Regions from separate parts of the Sus scrofa genome. Here region 2 is linked to region 1. Evidence: chromatin contacts called from public HiChIP or PLAC-seq data. All regions are on one chromosome and are shown on one strand. Each heading gives the region's core, a stretch centred on a gene start, on an enhancer-like site or on the middle of the called end of the contact. The rest is flanking DNA. Distances are from core to core; before and after follow the strand shown.

Evidence for each region. HiChIP or PLAC-seq counts read pairs in DNA pulled down with a chosen protein or histone mark.
Region 2: a contact with region 1 is called in an H3K27ac HiChIP or PLAC-seq map of skeletal muscle, with 2.0 times the contacts expected there. The contact joins two enhancer-like sites. A contact is called at or near these places in 5 of 47 Hi-C or Micro-C datasets (heart right ventricle, liver and skeletal muscle) and 1 of 2 datasets of contacts at active chromatin or transcription factors (skeletal muscle).

The regions. Positions count from the first base shown.
Region 1 is chr2:145,039,824-145,044,222 of Sscrofa11.1, forward strand. No RefSeq gene overlaps it. Among named protein-coding and RNA genes, the nearest start is that of NR3C1, 110 kb to the left of the region's middle. Within about 2 kb of position 1,793, at least 15 of the 83 cell types and tissues checked have an H3K27ac peak or open chromatin away from gene starts, as enhancers often do. A contact at or near this core is called in skeletal muscle, where this site is marked.
Region 2 is chr2:145,213,785-145,218,183 of Sscrofa11.1, forward strand. No RefSeq gene overlaps it. Among named protein-coding and RNA genes, the nearest start is that of NR3C1, 290 kb to the left of the region's middle. Within about 2 kb of position 2,112, at least 11 of the 83 cell types and tissues checked have an H3K27ac peak or open chromatin away from gene starts, as enhancers often do. A contact at or near this core is called in skeletal muscle, where this site is marked.

The sequences.
Region 1 (4,399 bases), core at 543-3,042:
ACCACTCATCAACAGACTTTTGAAGAAGAAACAATTTGTTACTGATCATGATGTGAATCTCTTCTGCACAAAGTAACTTATGGGCTGAAAAGCCAACAGTGAAGTTTATACAATAGCTCACAGTTCCCATAACCGTCGTAACTGATGTTTGAACGGTGTTGTTGGAGGACTGATGTTATGTTATGTAACTAAATTGTGGTAACTGAGGTTTGTGCCTAACAGAACTATGCAAAACAAGAACTGCCCACACATAATAGGGATAACTCAAGACTGACATGGGAGGGCGAGTGCGTAACAGAGATTCCCACCCAGCAGAAAAGGTTTCTTGGAGGAGACATACAAGCTGAGGCTTGATAAATGCGTAGAACTTAGTCTGGTGAATGAGGAGTATAGGGAAGATTGTTCTGGGCAGAGATTAGAGGATGTATGAAGCCTCCAATGTAAGAAAGTGCATGGGGCATGGGGTGGCAGCCCTGGTTGTTTCAGGCTAATTGCGGGTGATAATCCCATTCCATCATCTTGGCTGCAGGCTGTTGCTCCTGGTTACCGGGCAGCACTGGTTAGCATGACTGGAAACCTTGAATGTCCTGTGTTGGGATAGTCACTTGAAGCAGGTACTGAAGGACAGTTTACTGCTTCCTCCAGACTGAGCAGTCCACCTCTGGCTGCTAGGAAAGTCACCAGGAAAATGGAACCAAATCAAACAAAATGAACTTAGATGCCAGTTTGTGTACATGATATAGGAAATGCCAATGATTTAGATACAAGTGCCCTAAGTACAGGATGGCATAAAGCAGAGAGAAAAATCCCTTTATGAGTCACAATTCAAAAGGTTGGTTCAAATATTTAAACAATGAACTGTATTTCTAGTCAAGCTACATAGAAAGAACAGTATCTTAATCTATCTGGCTAAAATATGAATGGTTTCAGGCCAGGCAATGCGCCCTGAAAATAATCTCATTTAATATTCACCACACCCTTATGAAATAGCTATTATTATTCCTGTTTTACAGATGAGGAAACTGAGGTTGAGTCACCTTGGGGCCACAGAGCTGGGATTCAAATGTAGGACTTATTCTAAAGCCTATGCCTTTCGCTAATACACCATCCGTATACTTCATCATTATACTTAATCATAATTAATGGAAACACACATACCAAATTGAGTGATTATTTTGCAGCACCAAGATACATGCTGGTTAAAGAACGGAGCAAGAATGTTCCATCCTCGTACAAACACTGAGATGCAGAAAATGCTCAAGAGTAGCACTTGTGAGAAAACTTGGAAGCAACTGGGTGGAATCCCAGGCATGAGCAATGCATTCAAGATTCTATTAGGAAAACAAAACAATGAGATTATCTCAATTATTGAGTTAACCATGGGATTTCACCATCTACATTCTGGCCATGAGTAAGACATTTATTTGAATTAGATAAGAATATATAATGTCATTTGAAGGAGGCCTAGTAAATTTAATAACAGAGATAAATGAAGCTGACAATGATCTCACACTTTATAAATCTAAACATGGGACCAAGGTTAGACACAGGGACCCCTGGCAGTTAATGAATGAGCTTGACTGCTGCTTTTTTACACTGTCAGCTGGAGACCAGGCATGATTTTCTTTAATGTTTCTTTCCTCTAACCAAGGCGATTAAGAAAGAATTAATTCAATTCTCTTTAAGCCAAAGTGCAGGGGCAAAAACAACCTTGAACCTTCTCTCCTCAAATAGCAGCCCTGTTGGTAATTTAATCACTAACGGAGTTGTGTAACTTGCCTATGACGAATGGTAAAATACCTACAATGTGGAAATCTGCCAGAGCCATTCCTTCGTTGGAAGGGGAGGCAGAGCCTTAGCCAGCTCATGTGCACTTTCTACCTCTGTGTCTTTTGCTCCCTGCCCTCAACTGCTGACATTGGTCTGCTATGAGGATAGAACATGGGAACTGTTCTAGATACAGCAAGAGTGAAGCCCCTGAAGCATTTTAGGCTATTCTGCTTCTGGGATCCGCCCCACCCATGCCCGTGGCCCTGCCCCCGGTGGTACTTGCCAGCACAGGGCTCCAGACCAGACTCCAGCAAGTTGAAAGGGCAACAAGGAATGAATGTGAGATTTTGCATGGTCGGGCTTCTTCTTTATTTTCCAGCCGTATCTCATGCCTCTTTCTCCCTGGCTTGCTCCAATGCTTAGTTTTAGACAAGGACATTTAGAATACAGTTAAGCTGTATTTGTTTTTTTTTCTTTTCTGATCTTCCCTTTCCTAATAATTAAATCTTTTCATTCCTCAGTTTCAGTGTAAGCTTCCTTTTCTGTTGGACCCTTTGCTAGATCACATGTACTACATTTGGTCTCCGTGTCACAAACTTTCATAGCCCCCCCTGTGCTTCCTAGCACTAAACCTGCTTCTCCTACTCTCTCTGCAAGATTAGAGGGTTCTGTGATGGCAGGTGCAGCATCGATCTTGTCACCGCTGTACTCCAACCCCCAGCAGGATGCCTGACATGTTACCTGCCCTCGGTATGTGCAGAATGAATGACTGCCTTCACTTTTCCTTCTGAAAAGGTATTATAAAATATTTAAGACCTGTGAAAATGTGTAAAGGACACAACCCCCAGGTATCACCTATAGATACAAGTTCAAATCCCTGCTTCCCAGTCCCCCATCACATTCTGCTCTTGAGAGGAAGTTAACTTCCTCTCAGGATCAGAATGATTATGCTCTGGTTATGGTTCCTATTTCCACACATTTCTTAATACGTCCACTGCACACATATGCAAACATTAGCACTTTGTATGTTGTTATAGTTTATATGTGCTACACTATAGCTACCCTCTGCAACTGGCATCTTTCAAGTTTTTGTGATTCATCCATGCTGTTGAATTTAGCTAGAGGTTATTTCACTGATGCGTATTATTCTATTGTATGACTACTCCACTATTCATCTGTTTTCTCGATGATGGGTTATTTTCTAATCTTTTCCTATAACACAATGCCATGAATATCCTCATTTGCAATGCCAGGAGTATCCTCACAATGCCATGAATATCTCACATTGTGCTGTGATATTCAATAGACTGGATCTTTTTGTTATCTGGAGGTCAAAACTGACATGTACTGAGTCTCTGAAAGCAACATGAGAGACATATAATTGGACAACTCATTTTATGTTTGTGTGAAAACAAGTATCAGTGGATTTTATGAGAAGCAGTGTGGAATAGTGAAAGCTGATAGAACACTGATCTGGGATTTAAACATGGGTGGATTGCAGGATCTGCTCTGCTGCTTAGCCTTCATGCTACATTCAAATACAAAGCCTCAGTTTTCACTCTGCGAAACTGGGATAATAGTCTCCTATTCGCCTACCTTGCAAGGTTATCACAAGCATCAAATGAAATAATGCTGCTGAAAAGATCTTTAAACCTGATGTATTTGCAACACTGGAACACCAACAACCAAATTTTATTACCCAAGTGTGATAGGGCAGAAGAGCTTTAATAAAATAACAATACAACAAGAATATTAAATAATCTATCATCCCTATATTTAAATTTGTTATCACCTCTAACTTATCATTTCCTACCTACACTTCCCTAGGGTGTACTCGAGATAATACCTTACCCCCAAAGCACAGGGTGGGTGAAAATCAGGCTCTTGAGAGAAATATGTTTAGGTCAATGGGTTTCCATTGCCTATAAAGTCCTACTGAGCAGATTATTGAAATGAATCAAATTGGTTCCAGAAAGTTATTTATTGCAAGATTCTGTCTCCAAGCTTAGATGTATGTTCAGTTTTGAGAATTGTAATGGTTCTGGAAAGAGTCTTCAAGCTCAAAACACCCGGGTTCACGTCTTGGCTCTACTTTTCTTGCCTTTGCTCAGGATAATAAGACAATCATGCATGGCTGTCGGGAGGATTAAACGAGCTAATGTCTATAAGGCAGCATATTGGTCCCTTCAGTATGTGGCTCCAAACCTGGCTTAGCTGAATTGTCTCCACAGGTAAGGCAAGGTTTGGGGGCTTCTGTTTCTCCATGTGATCTCAGGTACCCCAGTTTAACTCCTCTTCATGTGTTTTTTTTTTTTTCTTTTCTGTCTTTTGAGGACTGCACCTGTGGCATATGGAGGTTCCCAGGCTAGGGGTTGAATCGGAGCTGAAGCTGCCAGCCTACACCACAGCCACAGCAATGCCAGATCTGAGCCGTGTCTGCAGCGTACATCACAGCTCAAGGCAACGCTGGATCCCTAACCCACTGAGGGAGGCCAGGGATCGAACCTACAACCTCATGGTTCCTAGTCGGATTCATTTCTGCTGTGCCACTATGGGAATTCCCTCTTCAGGTTTTAAACGGTTGGTGCAGCCATTCTGTCGGGACCTTCAGCTGTCATACATCTCCTGC
Region 2 (4,399 bases), core at 862-3,361, 170 kb after region 1:
TGAGAGAATATATGCAAAGATTTTAGCACAGTATGTTCAAATAATATTCCCATAATTATGACGACGATTGGATCCACTATTTTACCTTCTTTGCCATGGCCTTTCAATCCTTGTGATTTTGTTTTATGGTATATGAGGGAGAGAACTGCATACTAGTGGAAAACACGGCCTGAATTTTCTGGCTTTAACTGTCTAAAGCTAAAACAACTTTCCTTTTAACATCACGTGGTGTCATTGAAAGAAAAAAACTGAGGTCATGTGACTGACTTAGCTCTCCCGAGAGGACATGCCTACTGACCTCCACACGGCTAGAGCAGTTGACCTCATTATTATGGATCATGAATCCTTCACTTCATTGACGTCTTCATCAGTAAAGTTGGAATAAATGCCTTTAATGTACATTCCATCCCTTCTCCCTCCCTAATCTAATTCCCAAATGTTAGGCATCTAGGCAATAGCATAAACCAAAAACTCATACTCAGTCTTTAGGGCCCTTCCTAAACATTCTCACGTGTAATGATCTTTGAGTATAGACAGAGCAGCTGTCTGTGTTTACAACAAAGACGCTGAAGCCCCGAAGGTTAAGTAATATAGCCATAGCAACCAAGCTAATCCATGGTCAAATCAGTACAGAGAATAATTCCAGTTGCTCCCAAGATGGATGAGACGGCAATTTTCCTCAGAGCGGCACAGACCTAGCAGCAGTCACCTCGCTGAGCTGATACTCACACAGTTGTGATGAGTAGCCTATGGGAAAATAATAAAAGCAGCTAACACTTCTTGAACACTAAAGTCCCAAGCACAGTGCAAGCACTTGACATGAATTATCTCTAATTCTTATAACAAACGGATAAGGTGGGACTATTACTATCTGTACTTGCTAGAGGAGCAATTAGGCTAAGAGATTTTTAACAATTTGTTCAAGGTTGCCCAATAGCAGGTGGTGAAGGATAAGACCAAAATGCAGGTCTTCCTGACGCCCTTCTGGCTCAAAACTCATAACTAACATGGACACTGTTTCTTTTAGTTACTTAGCACTGTCCATTTCATGACTAGATGTTATACTGATGTTGACCTCACTTTTTGGAGAAACAGGAGTGGTGTGGAGTGGGACGGGGGAGGCAGGGAGAGAAGGACGGGGCGGAGGGAGGAATGCCTCACACCCGTTCCACCTTGGCTTGCCTTCCTTATGTATTCATTCCTACTCCACAGCCAGGTGCCGGGCGAGATGCTAGGTCATAGCTGTGAAGATAAGTGCCCCAGGAATCCTGCATCCACTTTTCCCAGCAGACCCCATGTGTGAGACCAGGTGAGAAGACGTGAGAACCACGCTGTAACATCACCTGCAGCTTTCTCTAGATAGGCTGATGTGAGAGAACTCCCTGGCAGCTGAAAACACCTAGGAGAATGTTCACAAGAATATGTAACTGCTTCTCTTAGAGCCAGTTGTGGAGCCCTGATTTGACTTAGGGTATGTAGGAGGCACTCTGCATCCCCCTCGACATGGAGAGGATCGTGTTGCAGCCCTGAGGTTGTGTGTCACCGTAGTGAAGCAGCAGGCACAACACTGCCGTTGGCCAGTAACTGTTTCCAATAACAATCAGGCTGCCTCCATGCAGGGCTCTGAATGCCTGGCAGGACACAGCTAGGGGTCTCCTTGTTTTCTGTGGCCCCAGGCCAGGGCTGGTGGGCCTCTCCTCCCTCCCTTCTAATGAACCTCCAAGCTGCCCTGGGATTAGTCCAGCCTTCTTCCTATCTTCCCTGATAACCAACCACTGTCAGTCATTAAGAATTTCAGGAGAGGGAAAAATGTGGCAACTACAGATCCCCAAATGTGGCATGACTCATGATATCATCTGGTCCCAAAGAGCAATTTTGCTATTATTTCTGCTCAACATCTCTTTCCGTCAAACTAAAATGGCAGATTAAAAAAAAAAAAAAAAGCCCTGAGTAAAGGATGAAAAGTTTCATAATGGGATTTGAAAGCCTGGGCAATCATGTCATTAAAAAAAAAAAAAAAAAGCTGGCTGCGAAACGGCTTGCTCAAATGACACCAGGCACACTGCCTGGTGAACTTCAGATGAATAGGCATTGGAGTCTGTCTGGGCCTGATTTTCAGAGCCTTCTTAAAGACAGGAATCTGAGGCAGGCATGCAAACTACACTAAGACTGAGCCATGCATGGTTAGCTTGAGGGAACTTGGACGGTGGTCTTTATTGGCTTGCCAGAATTTCTGCGTGGAGTCACGCCCACCATTCCTTCTCCCAAAGGGAGAGAAAAACAGACACAACTCTGATCCATGGAATATGGTCAACAGATGTCTGCCTCACACAGCTGAGGGGGGTTGGCTTTCCTGAAATGTAAAGATAGCGCAAGGTGTCTTGGGAAGCATGGAGAAAGGAAGCTCATATCCCCGTGCGCTGCTCCCACGTGAGGACGGGGATGAAAACATCCTTCTGTGCCGTGCACTAGGTGCTCCCTCCAGTTCAAGATCGAGATGCAAGAAGCTGTAACTCAAGAAGCAACATCCACCACGTAGTTCTCAGAGCCGTGGTCACCTTCACCTGGGCTGACCGCGACATCACTGCTATCCTTAACCCTACATTCACACTCTCCCCTGACTCACTTCCTTTGTTTCCTTCACAGACTGTTAGTCTCCTAGCAACTGCTGACATCCTCCTCGCCCTGGGCTTACCTTTTTCCTGAACCGACCCCATGGACCTTCGAGACAGCCAAGGGCATTTGCCTAGCCCTCGAGTCAGCTGAATATACAGATGCCTGTACCTGTGCCAGTGCATCTGTATCATACTTGTGGTCCACCTGCTCTTTGTTTACCAGCTTCCACACACACGTACGTTAACTTTGCCTTCTCACTTGAGAGACATCCGGGCTAGTGTCTTAGGTCACCACCTAGGAGGATTCGAGAACATTACTTACAGTGAATCAGGGCCACCTTTGTGCATGCTGCAGAAACCTGTCTTTTTTTAAAAAAAATGCACCTTGTTTTATGAACACTTAACATGTGAAAATTCAGATCCAGGTATGAGAATCAAATTGACACATAACTTTTTGGGAACTCCGTGGGCTGACGAAAGCAGTGCTTTTCAAGGAGGTAGATACCACTTCCCCAGAAACGTTTTGGAAATTTGTGGGAGGATTTTTGCTAGTCCCAATGATTGAGGTAATGTGGTTGGCATTTAGTCAGTGGGGCCTAGGGAGGCTAGATTAGACAGTCTTATACAACCAAGAATTGTCCTGACAGACATCCTGGAGCCTAAAACCAATTCTTTGAGACATAATCACGAATTGTTTTTATACAGTCTTAATGCAGCCTGAATTTTCTAGGAATGCAACTACTGTAAAAATAAAAGAAGGAGATCGTATTTTGATTTCTTTGGAATGTTACCAAGAGGTTTTCATCACTGGGAAGTTGCGGGGTGTATGCGGCGGGAAAATCACACTGCAGACAGCAATGCACCAAGAAGTTTTTGAGTCACCAGTGAACACAACTCTATCAGGCTGCATTGTGATGGTTGCATTCATGGTCATACATACTCTCAGTATTAGGAATAGCAAAATCCATGGTAATATATTGTATCTCTTAAAAAATATCTTCTACTGTTGTCACGCCTGAGAGTTCTTACTGATGAAATGTTACTTTATGACTTTTACTGTCCTTTTACATTATACATAGGACACTATATTCTTTAAAATTTCATATGCTATAAAATACATGAATATGGATTTTTTTTCTTCTCTTTTTTTGGAAGGTCCCAGGCTAGGGGTCGAATCAGAGCTGCAGATGCAGGCCTACACCACAGCCACAGCAACGCCAGATCTGAGCCATGTCTGCAACCTACACCAACAGCTCACGGTAATGCCAGATCCTTAACCCTCTGAGTGAGGCCAGGGATTGAACCTGCATCCTCATGGTTACTAGTTGGGTTTGTTACGCTGAGTCACATAGCAAACTCCTGAATTCCTATATAGGATGGTCAAGAAGATATATATATTTTTTAATAAATATGAACTGTGCATTTAGTGGAGGCAAGAACCACGGGCATAAAGCCACATCTGTCTGCAATTCAGAACAAAAACATTTTCCATTTGCACAAACAGAAGAGATTTCCTGCCATACTAGATGAGAAGAGTAGAGCAAAGTTTTTCTACATAAGTTATGGGATAGAAAGTCAGCGCTCTATTTAATTGTACTTTAAGTTATTCAGCCACCAAACAATTCCTTTTATGCCTAGTTCATTTCTGTTCCAACATTTGAGACACTTCTTGATTACATCACTTTGCTAGATACCATGGGGATTAATAAATTCAGGGACTTGACCATCTAGAAGGGTAGAGTGCCCTCTCTTGGAAGGCAGTCTGCATTAAGATGGGAGCACTG